Regions from separate parts of the Mus musculus genome. Here regions 2, 3, 4 and 5 are each linked to region 1. Evidence: chromatin contacts called from public promoter capture Hi-C data. All regions are on one chromosome and are shown on one strand. Each heading gives the region's core, a stretch centred on a gene start, on an enhancer-like site or on the middle of the called end of the contact. The rest is flanking DNA. Distances are from core to core; before and after follow the strand shown.

The links. Promoter capture Hi-C pulls out the DNA fragments that hold promoters and counts their contacts.
Region 2: a contact with region 1 is called in a promoter capture Hi-C map of frontonasal cranial neural crest. The contact joins the promoter of Plxna3 here to the promoter of Vbp1 in region 1. A contact is called at or near these places in 3 of 39 promoter capture datasets (cranial neural crest, erythroid cells and frontonasal cranial neural crest).
Region 3: a contact with region 1 is called in a promoter capture Hi-C map of pre-B cells. The contact joins the promoter of Ubl4a here to the promoter of Vbp1 in region 1. A contact is called at or near these places in 2 of 39 promoter capture datasets (cranial neural crest and pre-B cells).
Region 4: a promoter capture Hi-C map of erythroid cells shows a contact between it and region 1, with 28 times the contacts expected there. The contact joins the promoter of Fam3a here to the promoter of Vbp1 in region 1. A contact is called at or near these places in 3 of 39 promoter capture datasets (cranial neural crest, erythroid cells and pre-B cells).
Region 5: a contact with region 1 is called in a promoter capture Hi-C map of pre-B cells, with 9 times the contacts expected there. The contact joins the promoter of G6pdx here to the promoter of Vbp1 in region 1. A contact is called at or near these places in 12 of 39 promoter capture datasets (the 3T3-L1 cell line, 3T3-L1-derived adipocytes, the C10 cell line and 7 more), 1 of 115 datasets of contacts at active chromatin or transcription factors (embryonic forebrain) and 2 of 9 other capture datasets (adipose tissue and liver).

What each region holds. Positions count from the first base shown.
Region 1 is chrX:75,513,011-75,515,586 of GRCm38.p6, forward strand. It overlaps Vbp1 (von Hippel-Lindau binding protein 1), which reads left to right and starts at 1,287. Exons shown (of 6, transcript NM_011692.2): 1 at 1,287-1,418. The coding sequence starts at 1,329.
Region 2 is chrX:74,327,760-74,330,335 of GRCm38.p6, forward strand. Plxna3 (plexin A3) reads left to right here and starts at 1,307. Exons shown (of 33, transcript NM_008883.2): 1 at 1,307-1,456. It overlaps Gm39520 (a long non-coding RNA gene), which reads right to left and starts at 531. Exons shown (of 4, transcript XR_878127.3): 1 at 411-531; 2 at 1-36.
Region 3 is chrX:74,367,271-74,369,846 of GRCm38.p6, forward strand. Ubl4a (ubiquitin-like 4A) reads right to left here and starts at 1,278. Exons shown (of 4, transcript NM_145405.2): 1 at 1,146-1,278; 2 at 883-988; 3 at 431-639; 4 at 1-316. The coding sequence starts at 1,193. The coding sequence ends at 206. Gm44504 (predicted readthrough transcript (NMD candidate), 44504) reads right to left here. Exons shown (of 6, transcript NR_103489.1): 4 at 1,146-1,488; 5 at 883-988; 6 at 177-316. It overlaps Slc10a3 (solute carrier family 10 (sodium/bile acid cotransporter family), member 3), which reads right to left. Exons shown (of 3, transcript NM_145406.2): 3 at 1,947-2,576. The coding sequence ends at 2,181.
Region 4 is chrX:74,391,968-74,394,543 of GRCm38.p6, forward strand. It overlaps Fam3a (family with sequence similarity 3, member A), which reads right to left and starts at 1,307. Exons shown (of 9, transcript NM_025473.4): 1 at 708-1,307. The coding sequence starts at 720. It also overlaps a transcript of Ikbkg not described here.
Region 5 is chrX:74,427,609-74,430,184 of GRCm38.p6, forward strand. G6pdx (glucose-6-phosphate dehydrogenase X-linked) reads right to left here and starts at 1,272. Exons shown (of 13, transcript NM_008062.3): 1 at 1,215-1,272; 2 at 444-571. The coding sequence starts at 563. Ikbkg (inhibitor of kappaB kinase gamma) reads left to right here and starts at 2,073. Exons shown (of 10, transcript NM_010547.2): 1 at 2,073-2,213.

The DNA.
Region 1 (2,576 bases), core at 37-2,536:
TAATGTTGTTCATATGTACATGTACTTGGGGCTGACCATTTAAGATTTGGCAACCTATCAGGGGGGCTTGTCTCTGGAGAAAATTGATTCTCCCTCCCTCAGCAGCCATTGACTGATTGTAGTTCATCATCTAGTGTAGGGCTGTGTGAAATTTCCCTCATTCCCATTAACGTGTATGCTGCTGGGGTCATTATGTAGGACTTGGCTAGGCAACCATATTGTTGAGATTTCATGGCTATAGTTTCCCTGCCATGTTGTTCTGGCTGGTTTTATGTGTCAACTTGACACAGCTGGAGTTACCACAGAGAAAGGAGCTTCAGTTGAGGAAATGCCTCCATGAGATCCAACTGTAAGGCATTTTCCCAATTAGTGATCAAGAGGGAAAGGCCCCTTGTGGGTGGGACCATCTCTGGGCTGGTAGTCTTGGGTTCTATAAGAGAGCAGGCTGAGCAAGCCAGGTAAGGCAAGCCAGTAAAGAACATCCCTCCATGGCCTCTGCATCAGCTCCTGCTTCCTGCCCTGCTTGAGTTCCAGTCCTGAGTTCCTTTGGTGATGAACAGCAGTATGGAATCGTAAGCTGAATAAACCATTTTTTCCCCAACTGCTTCTTGGTCATGATGTTTGTGCAGGAATAGAAACCCTGACTAAGACAAATTGATACTGGCTTGCTTTGTTTTATAAGCTACTTTTGCTTTTATTTGCAAACAGGGTCTCCTGCAGTGATTATGCATATCTGGTTTATTGATAGATTTGCTTTTTAAAGAGTTGTTGTGGAGGACAAAACTCTGGGAAGTCTTTGGATCTAAGAATTTAAGCACAGCTCTTGGCATTTTTTTCACATAAACTATAAACATATCGAAAGTTTTGACCTGGAAGCCGACAAGTATCTCACTGAAGGTGGCTTGTGAGAAAGATTGGTGTATTTCTTATGAGTCCAGGGCATACACACTCAGAATGAAGTTCACTGGTCTGCAAAAGGGAATTGGGATTGCCTCAGAAGCCACTCTGGAGTGTAGTCTCTTGATATCTTCAGGTGCAGGTGGGGCTGCGGTTTGGCATGGTCTGAATTCCCAGGGCTTTATCCTTGCCCATTCCTTAGATCTCTGAGATTAAGCATTAGAATAAGCATTAGCCTTCTGGCTTTTCCAACACATCCTTTCTAAGCTTGTCAGTCACATGCGTGTAGCCAATCACCACCCACGACGTAAGCACCAATGAATACGCAGATTCGCAGGGAGAGAGGCGGGTCTGAAGTGCAAACGATCCAATCACTGACGCCAACGATCGATGCCTCAGAAGGTAGTTATTTGCTCTGGTGCTTTCTGAAGATGGCGGCGGCTAAGGACGGATGCGGCCTAGAAACTGCTGCTGGAAACGGGCGGCGGCTCCACTTAGGGATTCCTGAAGCAGTGTTTGTGGTAAGAAACTCTTTCTCAGCGTCTTAATCTGATATTGGAGATTGCTTTCCAGTCACTTCCCAGGTCTGGGTCGTTGGGAGGAACAGAGCTAAAGGGTCCCGGAAGGGAATGTCTGGCCTTTTGCCTCTTCCTGCATCTTGGCTTTTTAGGCCTGGCGGGCGATAGCTTTGAAGAAAGGTAGTCCAACCCCGGCCCAGAAGAGGGAGCAGGGAGGAGAACTGGGTAGCTGGAGACGGATGCGAGGCGGATTGGGGCGTGGCGTCCCTTGAAACTGACCAGTTGCTGCCTGTTGTCGCCTAAAGAAAAACAAAAAACAGCAGCAACGGTTATTGAGCTCAAGACCGCAGTGATGCCGGAGATGTAGATGGGTGGACATTTAGCACAGAGAGCAGGCAGAGCAGCTGTTTGTAGGGTGTGGGTACTGAGTGGCACCCAGTCAGCTTGAGCACGGCCGTGGTCCGTTTCCTTGGGAATGGAAGCAGACTGCTGAGAAAAGTAAACGTTAGCACAAACGTTAAGTCCATGTGTTCTTGCTTTTAAGAATTGAGGCTTATGTAATGGGCAACCGGCTGTTATTAGGTTTTTGAAACCATTTTATATTTGCTTTTAGTAATACTATTTAAGCAGTTTGTAGACAACAAATTTTATGCAGTTGTGAAGATTGTGGGAAATGCAATTGGAAGGTTTCATGTAACAGGACCGACCCAAGTTAAATATTTGTACTGAAGCATATAAAATCTTAGTCAAAATTTCCTTGATTCTTTTTTGGTATGTACCAAAAATTATATATATTCTGTCTTATTGCTAACATTCTTCAAAAGACCCTTTTTTTCTTTTACTTAAATCACATTTTATATTGTATATTTTAATGTGCTGGTGGAATAAATTTTTATGTGTATTCTCAATGTTCTGTGCTTTTAAAAATATTTTTCAAGTGATCTTTACATGAAGTAATATTTTCTGAGGTTCAGAAATTTTCTTAGAAAATTTGCAAAACTTTATGAGGGAGTTACTGTTGTTCAAATTTTGTAGATGTAGTTGATGAAACCCAGAAATAGAGGTATCCAGAAGTAGCATTTGAGCAGTCAGGAGAGCTTTAGAACCTCTTTGGTCATGCTCTGCTACTTAGAGGTGAGGAAATTTTGTGTTATTTCTCCT
Region 2 (2,576 bases), core at 57-2,556, 1.2 Mb before region 1:
AGGAAGTCTTGATCCATGGTACAACTCTGACAAAACCTGAAAATATTAAAAGAATGAGTCGACATAAAAATATATTTATATTGTATAGTTCCATTTATTTGAGATATCCTTAAGAGGCAACCCCACAGTCAGTAAGGACAGAGCGTTTCCCAGAGCTTGGGTATATATATATATGAGGGGAATTGAGACTGATAGCTAACTCCTACAGAGTTTCTTTTAGAAGTGATGAAAATGTTCAAGAATTAGATGGCAGAAATGGTTGCACATCTTTAGGATTATATTAAAACGCCACTGAATTGTCTGTATACATTAAATACAGGACTTATATGAAAACTGAATTATATCTCAATAAAGCGGTTTACAACGGAAAAAAAAAGAGGCTAGAAAGATGGCTCAATGGTTAAGAGCACCTGCTACTGTACTGCAGCTCTATGGTGTCTAATGCTCTCAGATGGTCTTCTTGGGTGCGTGCGCATGCACACACAAAGAATAACTGTAGCAGTGGAAAATACTTGTATTCCAGAACATGGGAAGGTGAAGCTGGAGGATCACTGTAAGTTCAAGGCCAGCCTGGGGTACAGTAGGAGGCACTATCTCAACACAACATGGAAAAAATGCAGCTGTGATGGCATAGACCCATAATGATCCCAGTATTGGGAGGATGAAGCAGAAGGGTAGTCAGTTCGAGACCACTCTGTACTAAAGGGAAAATAAATTCAAGAAAAAAAAGAGAAAGCAATGGAATTAAATCCCAGATTCAGCAGATTCAGAGTCATGGTGACTTGCTGAGGAAAGAACTAGGTGAAAATGGCTATAAGTTGCAGTACTCCAAGCTTCGTGGCGGGTATTAGCCCACCAGTTTATGGATCATTGGAGAAAGAGCCCTGAGTTAGGGGGCAATCTTTGTTTGTGCGGTTTTGTTGGACCGGCCAAAGCAATATCTTGCAACAGTAGCAGGTGGCCACGGGCTCCTGGAGGCGCGCACTCCAGGCCCAAGGGGGTGTGGCGCGGCCGCGCACAGATTCCAGGGTTGCTGAAGGCAGCAGGCGGGGAGCTGGGGGTGTGGAGAGGCCCGCGCCTAGGACTCAGCCATTGAGCAAAGGGGGCTGTTCTCAGGAAGGGATCCCCAGAGACCCATGAGAGGCTTGCTTCTTGCACTAGAGTCCTGGGCCCCAGGGCCTAGCGGCCTCCCCCAACCGCCATGCGCTCTGCTTCTTAGGGCCCCGGCCCGCCCTCTCTGGGAGCCCCCTCCCGGTGTGGTGGTACGGTCCGGGTTTAAAAGGCCCAGGCGGCCGCAGGCCAGCCCAGTGTGTGGGCGGCGGCGGTTGCAGATTTTGCAGCGTGCGAGGCGAGGCTGCGGGGCCAAGCGAGGGGGGCGGCTGTTGGGCACGGGGCGGGGGGGCACGTCCACGTGGCCACGGGTGGCCACCCCGAGTCAGTCGCGGTGGAGGGACAGGTAGGTGGTCGCCATCCTTAAAGCCTGTGCGCCAATAGTCTGCTGGATGGCAGAGGTTTCAGACAGCCTGGGGGTCCAGATGGTTTCTGGGGTCAGGCCCTGTCCCTCCCTACCTCTCCAGACCAGGCTTGCCAAGCACTCCGTACCCTGAGCGGGAAGAGACAGCCAACTCGATCATAGTCCTATTGGTTGATAGAACCCTTTTGTAGAGGAGGAGCAGCATCTCTGAGCATTGCTGTAGCCTCTGTATTGACTAAGGTATCTGCGGGTCTGCTCAGGGTGCCCCCATTGGGGGCAGGACTGGTTGGGTTCATGGCATAGAGGGGAGCATTGTGGAAGAGCGGGCTGTGGACCTGCATATTTATATGGAGCTTTCCTCATCATCGCGCTCTTTGCTGGCAGGACTGTAGCAGAGGGGCTGGGTGCGACTGTGATGCTTGAGGTTGCCACTTAGAGGTGGGGGCTGGGGTGGGGTCTTGGGCTGCCAATTACCACTTTCCAGGTCTCCTTTCCAACCTGTCCCGGCCAGTTCCTAAAATTTGGCTTTTCTGTAGAGTGTAGAAGAGGTGAAGGTAGGGTGCAGTCGCTTTTCTCTTTTGCTTTCCTTTCTTCTCTGGTTGTTGCATGAGGGGTCTGGGATGCAGACCCGACAAAAGAGCCCCAGAGCGCTGATCACTCTGAGCTGAAACTTGGCACTTTCAAGCTGGAATTGCTCCATGTTCTAGCAAATGCTGGCTTTTCTTTCTCTTTGCTGTGGCCCCCACCCCCCACCCCATTCTGAGTCCCTCCTGTGTCTCTTGGGAATTGGGCACTGAGAGGGTAGCACTGAGCTCTGCCCCATTAGTTACAGAGACACTGCTCTGCTGTCTTTGCAGCCTGGGGCTGGCTGGGTGTGGCCCGGGGGGTGAATGCCAGCATTGGCCCTATTTGTTTAGGGGAAGGGGTAGTACTCCATAGCCTTAAGGCTTCAACTGTATTTGAGGATGCTGGTTTCTACATATAATACTTCTGGGACTCTCAAAAGTGGGTTATACCCTTCTGCCAATATCCCTCTCTGACTAACCTTTGGCTCTTCAGGGAGAGCCACACAGGCCTGGCAGAGCATTTGTCTGCCTGTGTC
Region 3 (2,576 bases), core at 28-2,527, 1.1 Mb before region 1:
AGGTGTCTCTACAGTGCAGCCTCAACTTTGCTGTGGGAGGCAGAAGAGAACTCAGGCCATGTACTTTGAGTACCTAGCACCTAGCAAGAGCTGGATACATACCAGCTATTATTATCACTATGAGCCAAACTGCGACATGAGAACACATTTAATGCAACATGCAGCTGTGGCCTGACCTGGGATTTCTCCCCACAATCCCAGAATGCTATTTGCAGAACCCTTTTTCCATAGCCTCAGTCACTTCAGGGTGTAGAAAGCGGCTGGCCAAACGTTCGATGTCATCCAGTGTTAGGCGGCTCAAGGACCTGTCATAATCCTGAGGAGAGAAGACCGAGTGTATTCAGAGAGGCCAGTGGGGAAGGCGTATGCTGCATTAGGTAGGGGACGGGTAGAAACATTAAGAATGGAGGGCCAGCATTACTCTTCTCACCCTCTGTAGTTGTTCCAGGACCCTGCTGGCATCTGCTACACTGAAGTGACGGGCCAGGACTTTGGAGATCAGCTGCCAGATGGGGGTGGCTGGGGAGTCGACCAGTCTGTGGGCAGACCCTTCTTCCAGTAGCACCTTCTCCAAAGGCTTAACAACTAGGTTGAGCTTAGAATTGGGCCCAATGTTGTAATCTGACAGTCGTTTTTCATCTGCCAAAGAGAGATTGGTGTGGTTCCTTCCTCACTGATGTGGAGGTGGCTGGGAAGCAATCCTGCCACAGACAGCCAGAGTGAAGCACTGCAGCATCTGGCTATGGGGTGGTGGGGTGGTGATGGCTCAGCTACTTTTCTGAGGTCCAGTGGCAGCCAGTGCCCCGATCCACTACACTGGCCTGTACATCCCGTCCCCCAGCTTTCTGTAAAGCTCCCTGGATGGCTCCTTTCCCTGATTACCTGCTAGGGCCTTGCCCTTGAACAGCAGACGTTGCTGGCGCACAGGGACATTCAGCTTATCCGAGACCAGGTGCTTCAGTGTAGACACTAGCTCGTCCTCCGCCACCTGATCCGGCCGAGGTGGAGAGGCAAGGGCTCAGCCCGAATTCCCTGGGCGGTGAAGCCCTCGCACCCCCTCCTGAGGTCAGCTCTCCCGGCCTCCCCCACCCGCCCTCGGCCCCCAGCGGCAGGAGTGAGTGCAGCAGCCTGCGGGGTGACTTTACCTGTAGGCTACATTCCCGGCCCTGGAGCGCCTTCACGGTCAGCTGCATGGTGTCCACGGCCCAGTCCACTACGGCCAACGCAAACACCAACGGTCCCCTGCCGCGCGCCGCCGCCCCGGAACCGCCCGCCGCCGCCGGAAGCCGTGAAAGGGGCGCGCCCGCCTCGTGGCTCCCGCCTGCGCATTCTTCAGTCCCGCCTCCCGGCCTTCGCTTCTGCCCCGGCCGTGCCTTGGGTAGAGTCCACCACCTGGGCTTAATGGCGCGGGGACGTGGGGATGCCCCGCCCACTGGGATCCAAGTGAGGTACCTGTGGGGCCAGGCTTGCTTAGTCTGGGAGCTGTGGCTTGAAAGGAAGGACCAGAATGTCAGCCTCACTCCAGGCCCGGCCTGTGCTAATTCCCACCCTGCTGGTGGACCAAGTCAATGCAAACACGTGGTGGTGTCTCTCAGATACAGAAATGGTCCAGTCCTGCCTGTCATAGCTTAATGGCTTTCTACTTCCTTTCTAGTCTGGCTGCAAAAATATCCTGACTGAAGCTCGGAAGTAGTGCTCTCTTCACTCCTTATAGTGCAGAGGTCTGCCCTGTTAGGTAGGGCTGTTAGAGCAAAGCCTTTGTAGATCTGAGGATACAGCTCAAAGGTACATGTCTACCATGTGCAAAACAGAGTGAGGAGGAGAAAGTGGGTTCTGTGCAGGGTCACCAAGCTGGTTCACTGTTCTGGCCCATATCCGCCCAGACACACTCTTCTTACCCCAATCCACAGGCTCCAAGGGACAGACTGGAAGGGACCCGAGCTTGCTTTTGTTTTTTTGGTTTTTTTTTATTGAAATATATTTCTGGGCAATACCCAACTATCTAACTCAGCATGGCCTCTTTGGCACTGAAAGCTGGGGCGAAAAGGAGTAAAAAAATAAGCCTGGATTTGTCTTGAGTGCATAGTGCATGAGAACTAAAGGCCTTTGGTACGGTACACAAGAACTGTGGGAAGAGAGGAGTATGGGGGCTGGAAGTTATAAAACTTGATCCAGAGGGCTCAGGGAACAGGAAACAAGATGCTATAGATGAACTGGCCAATAACCAAAGCCAACATCTCGGAGGTACCACTCAGTGCCACAATGAAAGGGGCCTGAGAGGCATAGTCTGCTTGAAGGCGGCGCAGAGACAGCTGTAGCATGGCTAAGGCTAGCAGGCTGTTTTGCACCCCTACCTCAATGCTGACTGTTCGTCGCTGAGCCACTGGCAGCTTCAGGCAGATGGCCAGGCTGTAGCCCACCAAGAGGCCAACAAGAGGCACTGTGAAACCCACCAGTACAATGGGTAACCTGACTCCCACTAGGATGAAGACCCCCATGTGGTAGGCCAGGAACAGGCCACCCAGGAGAAGTATAAAGCTGAAGGGCTTGATGACCTGTAACAGTAGTTCAGAGAA
Region 4 (2,576 bases), core at 57-2,556, 1.1 Mb before region 1:
GATTCCAGGACAGTACTGTCTCCTGACCCCATTCTCTGGGACTCCCTTTGTTGGTTAGATTGTGTTCCATTACTCTCTCCTCAAAAGGTGTTCTTTTCCAGGCTGCCTTCTCCCATCTTCATACTGTATGGGAGATTTCACCATGCAGCAATGACACCTTACACCTCCAGCCCAGATCTGTCTTGAACTCATATCCTCCCAGCCAGTTCCTTAATGTCCAATTTGGACTTATCCACAAAGCTGCTACTTTACCAGTTTTCAAATTCTACTCTCACCCCAAACAGTCCCTCCAAGGCACATTCATGTTTGTAGTCCAGCTGACAGCAGAGCTACCACTTAGATCATACCCAACCTCAAAGGCACCTAAGTCAGTTCTCTTCTGGCTACATCTCTCTATCTCTACTATCCACTCCTCTCCATCCATTCAATCTCTGGAGATTTTATATATATATATATATATATATATCCTTAACTTATATATATTGATTATATATATTATCAACATCTATCTATATCTATCTCTCTATATAAAATCAATCCTTATAGTTTGGGAAGCTGAAGTCCTCAGAGGTGAATTTGCTCATAAAATGAGTGCTTGTGCACAGTCATCCATTAATAAATAAACAAACCAGTGACCACCCAGGCCTCTCCTAACACAGGCACTAGGACACCTGGCCTCTCTTCAGTTCGCTGTGGAAGCCACCCACCTGCCAACCTCATGTCCACTTCTCCAGCTGGGTTGAGATCTCCCGCAGGTGCACTGTTTGGGAACTGTGGGTTCTGGGGGGAATGAAACAGGAGAGAGTAGGTTTGGGGGTGGGGGCAGTGGCAAGTCTGTGCTGGGAGCGATCGGTGTTATGACTTGTTCCTCCAAACACCAGTCCAGGCTCAGTTCCTCGTGAGTGCTGGGAGAAGTCCTGCCTGGCCAGGAGAGCCTTAGGAATCCGTTGCGCCTCACAGTCTGGCTAACAGACTCCAGGACTGGAGCGTAGCAATGATTCTTCTCCACCCGGATCCCTCCGGTGCTAGGCCCGGGGCTCAGGTCGATCCGCTCGAGGCTGGTGGCAGAGATTGGGCGGGCCAAGGATGTTGTCTGGGTGTAGGGAGAAGCAGACCGGATCAGGGAGTTACCCAGTTGTCTCGCTCTGCCGGCTAGGTGAAGCAAGTGAGTCACGTAGAAAAGCTTATCAGGCACGACAATGGCCGCCCGCAGAAGGCCACAGCCCACAGGCGTCGCTCCGCCATAGGCCCATAGGCTGTGCTGTAGGTCCGCAGGTCCTCACGGAGGCTCCACCTCCAGACCGGCCTCCTCCCTCTCCTCCAGAGGCTGGGTGGGAGGTGCCGAGTGTGGCTGTGCACTCCTCTTGTGCTAAAGCTGAGCCGCCTAGCTTCCTACAGTGTCACTGCTTCAAGATGAAATCTCCTTCTAGACTTTGAGGTACTATACACTTTACAGTTCATGTTTGCTTAACTCTATGTAACCCAGGCTGTTCTCAAACTTGGAGCGATTCACCTGCTTCAGGCTCTCAAATGTTGGAATTACGGGCATAAAACACCAGAGCCCCCATTCCCACTTCCTCCACACGTCCTCTTAGGTGAGCGATCTATTTCTATATTTGATGAGCTGAAGCTCCGATTGTGACTTGATATCAGAGCTTTCATGGCTCATAAGAGGATGGATGCGGGGACACAGATAATGACTTAAGGTTGATATGTGTTCTTTAAGAGCATGGACGGTTCAGAAGCACATGCGGAGGTAAACCTGAGCCTTTGGTTGCTTTCTTTCTGCTTAGTGTTCTTTCGTGAGAGCGTTCTGTTTTATGTATCAATCAGTGAAGGGATGTTTGGAACATTGCTCCTGACCCTCATGTTTGAGCCTTTTCCCCTGACCGCCTACAGTGCCAGGGCAGCTGGGCCAGTCCTTTTAAGCTGGATCTATCTGTGTCTCAGGCAGCTGCATTCCTGTCCTTTGACCCAATGGTCTTACTTACAGGAACTCCACCCCACTTCCATAATGCTCCAAAATACAGAAAAGTTTACAGAAGCACTGTTTTGGTTAGATGATAGCGTTTTCAATTTGGTTACACTTGTAATCTCAGCACTTGGAAAGTGGAGACGGGAGAGGAGGATAAAGGGTTTAAAGCATCCTCGGCCACTTAGCAACTTTGAGGTCAGCCTTAGCTGCATGAAACCTGTCTCAGGGAATCTGATGTCTTATTCTGACCATCTCAGGCGCCAGGCATGCATGTGGTACACGTACCACATGTGGTACATGTAGGGAAACCACTTATATAAAAAAAATAAAATTTCAAAAATTGTAGGAAGCTGGAGAGATGACTCAGTGGTTAAGGGCACATACTGTTCTTGCAGGATACCCGGGCTGGATTCCTTACACTCACATAAGGCAGCTCACAACCGCTTCAGGGGATCTGGCACCTCTCTGATCTCTTCCTCCTCTTCCTCCTCCTCCTCCTCCACACACACACACAAATAATAATTAATTTTTAAAATAAAACATTAAGTAAAGATAAAATAGTAACAGCAACAACAACAAAATGAATATTAAAAAAAAAAGA
Region 5 (2,576 bases), core at 22-2,521, 1.1 Mb before region 1:
TATCCCTAGGGAACTTCATGCCGTAGAAAGAAAAGAGGGAGAGGCAGGACCTCAGATTCTTCCACTGAAATTAACAGTAATATTTTTCAAATTACAGATTCATTAAAATCAGAATTTTCCCTGATTGCACATCAGTTTTTTTTTTTCATCCAGGAGGAAGAAGTGCTACTGGGTGGTGCTTTAGCACCTGTGATGGTCCAAGTCTGGTCTCCACTCAATGGCTCAGCACAGAGTTCTGAGATGTGACACAAGTACATGTATATCAGGTACTGCTGTGATGATCAGGACACACAGGTGGAGTATATGCCATAGAGTTCAACCTAGTAGAACTTGTGGGTACCTCAGCAGTTCCGTCAATTGGGAAAGTTGAGATAGAGAGAGAGAAGTGCCTTGCACAAGGCTATATTTCATCTTTTAGACTCGGGGCCTGAAGGGAGACTCACCGATGCACCCATGATGATAAATATGTGTGTATCAGCTTGGTGGAAGGCATCACCCTGGTACAACTCTTCCCTCAGGATCCCACACACCTGGGTCCGGCTCAGGGCCACCTGCTCTGCCATGATGTTTTCTGGTGGAAGAAAAGACTCATTGATATGGTAGGAGAACGAAAGAGCATTGACAACTTAACCTTATCCAAGGGTCTTTTGGGTTCTCACCAGGCTGGTGACGATTACTAAAACCACTGGCCGGGAATGCTCTGTGTGTGTGTGTGTGTGTACGCGCGCGCGCGCGCGCGCGCGCGAGCATACATGCATTCGGAGATTCAGAAACTGCTGCCTCTGAGCTCCAGCCATAACCTCCAAAGTTGCCTTCGCTAGGGGCTGTACATTACGAAAGTACTAAAGCTTTAATATAATTCACCTAGGACATCCACTGTGGGCAGCTAGATAAAATCTGGTTACGGCATCACACTCTGTATATGGGACCATCGTATCGTACTCGGGTGTCTGCCAGAAACTCCACAATGAACTGAGCACGTTTGATTGTGCAGATGATGGAGTTCAGCTCCGGCTCTCTTCTGGCCCAGTTGGGTGATCCCCGAAAGTCCCTTCTCTTCTAAAGGTCTAGTCCTCATGGGCCCAATGCGGGGAAAGTGCGGGATACAAAGGGATGGGTTAAAAACTTGTAGATTAGCGCGCATCAAAGGGACTCGCGGCGTACAAGCGTGAAGCATGTCCCTCCACCGACATGCCATCAGACCACCCCTTTACCTGAGTTTAGTTGCCGCTGCCAAACACGTTCACAGATCTGTAGCGCACAGCCAGTTTCCGGGGGCTAAGCTTCGCTGGCCCATTTAACGCAAGAGGGCGTGTGCTTTGACTGAGCTGACCCGCCTCAGGAGAGGCAGGAGGGGAGGAGCTTCGGGCTAGTCTATCATTGCAGGAGGAGATGCGCGCGCATCCCTGGCCAGCCCCGCCCTTTGGCCTTCCCCGATGCCGCTGCCCCTACAATTTCGAGATCGCAAAGTCTTGTCATAAGTGCAGCTCCACACAGTTCTCCTGGGTCCCCGTCTCCTGTGTCACCCAGCCATTATGTATGGCCTAGCTTTCCGCTGGACCTTCGAGGCCCTGCACCTTCCCGGATGACCCCACTTCCGTTAGCAGCATAGCCACGCCTTCCCTAGCTGCTAGTTTGGCTTCGGAGCTGGACTTTCGCAGCTTCCTCTAGGCTTTTTCCTTGGTGGGGGCCCAGCGGCAGAGAGCCCAGTAGCAGGACCAGACTGAAACTTGGGTGTTTTAGTGCGGATGCGGTGCCTTGAAAATGGGGTAGGGGCGAGTGTGGGCGTGGTGACGCACTACTTTAATCCTAGCAGACGGGAAAAAAGAGGCAGGTAGATCTCTGAGTTCGAGACCCTGGTCTTATGGGACCCTGTCTCAAAAAAAAAGTGTGTGTATAAGTGTGTGATGTTTATCAGTGAGGAGAGCTCTGGTGTTCTGCTGGCCGACGCAGGCTGGCGATCTAAGACTTTTCTTTGGAACAGAGTATGGCACTTTGGGGTTTTGATTCACTGGTTAATCTCCAAGCCTTTGAGTCTGTGTTTTACTTCCGGATCCCGCACTTACGACACCGGAAGCCGGAAGTGGAGTTTTCCACTGCAGAGAAGGGAAGGGTGACCGCCTGACTAGGACTTTCTAGGAGCTCCGGTTCTGTCGGAGCGGTCGGATCCCTCTGCTCCTGCCCTCTTCACTTCTGGCCGACTCTGCTGACAGGTGTGGTCCTCTTCTCCAAAGACAGGGCTCCATCGGTGGCTGTTTCGTAGCTTCCGAGACTCCAGAGGTCCACACCCTTCCCCCCACCTTAGGCCCAGTTTGTTCTGCCGCAAGCTTCTAATTATTCGCTACCCAGATTATTTAGGCTAGTCGGATTGAATCTGCCCTTCCCTTCACTGCAGCTGTCGCCTAAGGGCTTGGCCCCTAGTGCTAGAACTCTTTAGGTAGCAGACATTTTCTGTTGATCAAACTGTTTCTGAAACACGTTTTGCACTGTAGGCCAGGTAGACCTCGAACTCAAAGTTCTGCCTCAGCCTTTCGAGTGCTAGAGCAACAGGTGTTCGCCATCAGGCTAGGCTGTTT